2 separate regions of the Mus musculus genome follow, and region 2 is linked to region 1. The links are chromatin contacts, called in public Hi-C maps. All regions are on one chromosome and are shown on one strand. The core of a region is the stretch at or near the end of the contact, and the rest is flanking DNA. Distances in the headings are between cores, read along the strand shown. Region 1 has its middle 38 kb from the start of Gm30310. Region 2 has its middle 4.0 kb from the start of Gm30444.

Region 1 (2,954 bases), core at 254-2,753:
ATCAGAGGGCTGAGCTTTAGTGACTGTGAATGCTCAGCTGTAGATTGGTCATCTATAGACAGGTCATCTATAAATAGTTCATCTACAGACAGTCCATCAATAGACAGGTCATCTATAGACAGGTCATCTACAGACAGGTCATCTATAGGCAGGTCATCTACAGATAGGTCATCTATAGGCAGGTCATCTACAGACAGGTCATCTACGGATAGGTCATCTATAGACAGGTCATCTACAGACAGGCCATCTATAGGCAGGTCATCTACAGTTAGGTCATCTACAGGTAGGTCATCATCTATATCAGCTTCCCTCATCCTGGACTCGGGGAGCTTTGCAGAAGAATGGAAAGAAACAAGAATGTAAGAACCAGAGGATGCGGAAAGGTGCGATGAAGTGCTCTCCTCTGCACATGATGACGAGGCTGTCCCACACATGAACTCACAATAGCTGGAGTTGCCTGCACAAGATCAAGCAAGTCAAAATTCCATCCTGGGTGGTGAGGTGGCACCACTGAGCTCCCCAGCCCCCAGTCAGTGGAGCTCTTGGCAGTTGATGGCTGCTGAAGGAGTGAGGGCCATCTTTCCTGGGAATGTGGCCACTAGTAAGGCTGCACACAGCTCAGTGCATGACCCCACAGATATGCACCTACAGTTAGCACAAATTAAACTCAGCGGCTTGTTAGCAATAATAATTTTAAAGAAGCACATGAAGTTGGAAGGGAGACAGGTTGGGGGGTTCCCAGGAGGGAGCCTGAGGGAGGAAGTGGTAAGTAGATACAATCAAAATACACTGCATACAAGTATAAAATTTTCAAAGAACAATAAACAAAAATATTACTAAAAGCAAATGTAAATTAATACGTTAAAACATGTATCATTCCAAAGCTTTGCAAACCTGCATTTAACTGCACACCCATTTTATGTCCGTTTTAGAAAGAAAACCCGAGGAACAGAACAAGGAAGATAAGCAGCATTTCTAAAGCACAACTTCTTCTGTAGCTGGTGCTTGTTTCATCCTCCCCATGTTGCTTCCTACTCATGGCGGCGATGCAAAGCACCCTGTCCAAACAGAGCTGCTCAATTCTAAAACTGAGTTATCTTTAGAGTAAATTATTTTTATTAAAATATTTCAAAGGAGACCATGGAAAGCCTAGCATGATTGAACACACAGTGTAATACCAGCACTCCAGAGGTGGAGGCAGGAGAATCAGGAGTTCAAAGTCAACCTTGACTCCATAGTGAATCCGAAGCTGGCCTAGGCTACAGGAGACTGTGACTTGGATAGGTGAATGACAGACAGACAGACAGACAGACAGACAGACAGACAGGTCTGTACGACACACACATATGAGCACAGGTTTGAGCAAGGCTGGGAAGCTTGAATCTTTTTTAGAGTTGGCTGGAAGGCAGGGTCAGTGGGTGGTTGTGGAAGCTGTGGAGGAGTCAGGGCTGCAGAGGTGCTAAGCTGCATCTCCCAATTTCAGAAGGCTTGTAGCTCCCAGGAGCCTGAAGCCAGCTTGTCAAGGTTCCTCCACTTGGCTAATAAGCCGGGAACACATGAGCGCTATTGTGTAGATCAAGACAGAATATTTTAAAGGAGGCAGTTTAATGAGCAGCAGCTTGAATGAAGACCGATTTTTAGTGTCTTTGGGGTTTGGGTTTTGTTTTCCAGCAACAGTCATAGAAATCACTGCCGATGATGCCTTAATTCTGTCCCCTAGCGTGTCTCTGATATGGCAAAGGATGAATTTTAAATTGCCCGATCAGAATTATCAACATTAGTCACTGCAAATAGCCTCTTAATTTCCACAGAGCTGCCAAACAGAGCAAAAATAGACTTGGCGAGGAGGGCTGCCAAGGGCAGGTGTGTTCGTGGTGGAAGGCACAGGTGACCTCACTGCTGGGGGAGGGGGTGCATTCCAGGTGCCATGCTGGGCTCTCAGCCACAGCCTTGGATTTTCTGTGGTGGCAAGGGCTTCTGTTCCCATAGAGCTGTGAGTCTGGGAGTGAGACCAAGACTCCTCCCCCAGGCTCTGGTCACCTTATAGGACATGGTCACCCAAGCATATGTCATGAACCCCAAATGGGAGTCTCCATTCTCCCCATGTAGCTATGCAGAGTCCTTACAAATCTGATGACAGCTCTCCAAAGAGCTCCTTATACTTGAACTGAGTATGGAACTCTTAGCCGCTGGTCCTGCATACCTCACTCAGGTGTTTGTTCCTTCGTTTGTTTTTCTGAGACAGTGTAAGGTCCATGATTCACCAAAGAATGACACCCCAGACTCAGATAGTATGTAAACACAAAGCGTGTTTTATTCTGCAAAAGGCCAGCATGTTCCGGTCTCCCATTACCAAGACAGAGAGACCCCAAAGTGAGCTTACAGGCCCAGTTTAAAGCACATTAGGGCGTTCCAGGGTGGGTGAACTCAGTCTTATTCTGTCTCTATCAAGTGCAGGAGTGAGAGGGGGAGCCTAGAACAGGACTTCAGTCTGCAGTTGACTGTGGACAATCAACTGAGATAACCTGTGGCCCAGCCTGTCTCATCCCTCTCAGCGGGACTTCCTGTAGCCCAGGCTGTCTGTCCTCAGTTCACCATTTGGTGGGGAATGATCGTGAACTCCTGGTCCTCCAGTCTCCACCTCTCCAATGCTGGAACTCCAGGCATGGGCCACCACACCCATCCAGAAACAGGGTCTTGACTTGCAGCCCAAGCTAACCAGGAATTCATGGTAATCCTCCTGCCTCAACATCACCTGGCTACTTAAGCTGTTCTCACCAGAGAGGGGTGTTTTTAAAACTGTAAATCACCTCCTTCACTTTTACTTTTCCTGAAGGCCAGCTTAAAAGCCACCACCCCAGAAAGCCACACAGCTAGCCTAAAGACGCCTCATCTCTAAGTGATGTATGTCTGATGTGTTTATGGGGTGGTTTCTATTGCTCTGTTGTGCTGTT
Region 2 (2,954 bases), core at 122-2,621, 74 kb before region 1:
TCCACCCTGTGTATCCAAAGCAAGAAAGTCAGCATCTCAAAAACGGGGCTGTGGCTCAGCCGTAGGTCACTGCTTAGCATCCTTGAGGCTCTGGACTTGATCCACAGAAAAAAGTAATGAAAGGAGCATTTCTGTAGGACCAGAAGTGACCAACTGCTCAAGTGTTAAAGTAGCCCCTTGGAGCACTAAGCTTTCTCCCTCCTCTTGCTGAAATGGGCTTCTCTGAAAAACTGAAAGTCACATAAATAGCTCTCTGGTATGTGCCAGAAGCCACCTTCAGCTCTGATGTCACATTCTCCTCCATGAGATGACTTGGGAGTTTAGTATTTAACTTCCAGGATCTTCTATCTCATCCCAGTGAGGAGACCTTGACTGGAAATTATCTCTTTTTTTCTAATTTTTTATTTTACTAATTAGCATTGTGTGTGTGTGTGTGTGTCTGTGTGTGTGTCTGTGTGTGTGTGTGTGTGTGTGTGTGTGTGTGTGTGTGTGTGTGTGTGTGATGTTGTGATGTGTGGGGATGGGGAGTGCACATGTGTCAAGGCACATGTGTGGAAGTGAGAGAACAACCTGGAGAAATTGGTCCCTCTTTCCCCCATGGTGCCAGGGTGGCACTCATGTTGTCTGTCCTGTACAACAAGAACCTTGATACCGAGTCTTCGCACGAGCCATGAAAATGGCCTTTACACACTCCTGGGCCTTTTTCTCTGGCTCCTCAGCACACACCTGACCTATCATTCCCACTGAGAGAAGAGGAGCTCAAAGATGACGATGGTCCTGCCCAATCTAGCAGATGCTGACACAGGTCTACAGGGACAGCCTCACTGAGCATTCTTCTCTAATTTTACATGTTGGCATGATTGTTCTTCCATGCATCTTGCAGTTAGACATTTGTCTCAGTGTTACCAGAAGGCATTTGTGGGTGGGAGTCACATCTATAATTAGTTGGCTTTTGGCCAAGGAAATCACCCTCTACCCACAGAGCAGTCTTGACTGATCAGTGAGAGAGGTCTTAGGAGCAAAGCCCAATCTCAAGCCTGAGCCACAGAGGGACTGGGGTGTGGGTGACTGGAGCAGCCCCCACCTAACAACACATCTATGACTCCATATTCCATCCCTAATATGGAGATAATGGCGGCCTCCCTCAATGGATGAGGGGCAGACGGGTAGAGGTACATTTATCAAATGTTCATCATGGAGATTCGCACAGCACAGTGAGTAGGAAGGAGAAGCTCTGTTAGATGCCCAGATCTGGGGGTGGACAGACCTTACACCCTCCCCCGAAACCTGGATCTGTCTGCCTGAGTCAGAAAGATAGAGGAGCCAGGGGATGAATCTCTGAAAGGAAGGAAATGTTCTACTGGCTCCAAGTGTGGAGAACAGAAAGCAGAAAGCCCACACAGCCGCTGTCTAATGCTGCTGACATACCACAATACCCGATTATTCTTATCCCCATTAGCTGCAAACCTAAGGTAGAAGCAGGCTTAAACTTGAGAATTTTTAAGTCCTAATTATGTGCAAAATCACAATAGGGTAGATCAGCTTGTCTTACCCCTGTCGCTCTCCTCGTGTTCCTGATAGACCAAAAATAAAACGAGCAAAGTCAGACATTTAAAACCCACCTTTGACTCCTGCATTCACTCAGTAGGCATGCAATGAACCCAAAGGTGGCTTTTTCCTGAAGCTAATGAAGCTTGAGCTTCTAAGACCCACACTTCCAAAGTCTGCTGTTTAGTTGGATTAACTTAAAGGATCTCAAAACTGCATAGGTCTCAGGCTTCACAAAAACCAATGTTCTCCCTCAGGATCTTCTGTAAATGCGGGGAGAAGATGCAAAGAAACAAAAGGTGCCCCTGCTGGAAGCAGGTCTCAGTTACACCGAGGAGTAACTACCACTCTGTACCTGGAGTTCTCGGCCTCAGAGTCAGAGTTTTAAAATGTATTAAGAGGTTAAGTGTTCTTTCTGTGAAATAATACTCATTGTAATGAGGCAGGAGGACACCTTTAGAGGCGACTGATGTGTTGATGGTATTGCCAATGGTAGATGGTTTTATGGATGTATGCTCATCAAGCTATGTTTAATACAGTGTCTGCTGCACATTCATCTAGTGGAGTTTTATGTGCGTGGTGTGAGCATTTATATATGTAGTATATGAGTGTATGTATTGTGCTGTGTTCATGTCTGGTGCCCATGGAAGCCAGAAGAGGACGTGGGATCACCTAGAACTGAAGTTAGGGATGATTGCAATGCACTCTGTAGATGCTGGGAACCAAACCCAGGCTCCCTGCAAAAGCAGGAAGCACTCTTAACCGCTGAAGCCATCTCTCCAGTCCCACCTGTGGGGTAGGAGGTGTTGCCTGGGTGGCCTGGTTTCAGGGATCTTTGAGATAAAGTCTCATGTAGCCTAGATTGGTCTCAAACTCAATCTGTAGCTCAGAATGACCTTGAACTTCTGACCCTCCTGCCTTTACCTCCCAAGTGCTGGCATTACAGACATGTATTAAACCTACATTAATATGGTGGAGCAGGGGTGATTTAAAAAAAAAATGCTGACTTCAAGAAACTGTCCTCAGGAGCTGAAAAATGGATCAGTGTTGTGGATTGATTAGTTCTAATGCTCCTTATGTTAATTCAACTCTCAAAATTACCCAGGAACCTGCACATCTTCGTGTGAAATTCTGAGGGTCCCTGCCCCCAGTTGGCTTTGATTGGTAAATAAAGTTTCCAGCAGCTAATGGCTGGGAAGGGAGACAGAGGCAAGACTTTAGGATTCACAGGCAAGGGACTGAGGAAGAAGGGGAATCCTCATTGCTGGGAGAGAAAGGAGGTGCAGGCCTGAGAAGTGTAGGACAGAGAGACAGAGAGACAGCCAACACATAATAGTAGGGGATAGGGGTCCAGGAGGGCTGCAGGCTGGATCCTGGGTAGCAAGGAAGGAATATAGATTTTAGTA

What was found. A called contact is a pair of places that touch in the nucleus more often than the background predicts.
Region 2: a contact with region 1 is called in a Hi-C map of cerebral cortex, with 3 times the contacts expected there. The contact joins two enhancer-like sites. A contact is called at or near these places in 7 of 39 promoter capture datasets (the 3T3-L1 cell line, cranial neural crest, embryonic stem cells and 3 more), 7 of 484 Hi-C or Micro-C datasets (cerebral cortex, embryonic fibroblasts, embryonic stem cells and 2 more) and 2 of 115 datasets of contacts at active chromatin or transcription factors (embryonic stem cells and neural progenitor cells).

What each region holds. Positions count from the first base shown.
Region 1 is chr16:8,917,855-8,920,808 of GRCm38.p6, reverse strand. No RefSeq gene overlaps it. Among named protein-coding and RNA genes, the nearest start is that of Gm30310, 38 kb to the right of the region's middle. Within about 2 kb of position 1,503, at least 8 of the 459 cell types and tissues checked have an H3K27ac peak or open chromatin away from gene starts, as enhancers often do. A contact at or near this core is called in cerebral cortex, where this site is marked.
Region 2 is chr16:8,992,023-8,994,976 of GRCm38.p6, reverse strand. No RefSeq gene overlaps it. Among named protein-coding and RNA genes, the nearest start is that of Gm30444, 4.0 kb to the left of the region's middle. Within about 2 kb of position 1,371, at least 13 of the 459 cell types and tissues checked have an H3K27ac peak or open chromatin away from gene starts, as enhancers often do. A contact at or near this core is called in cerebral cortex, where this site is marked.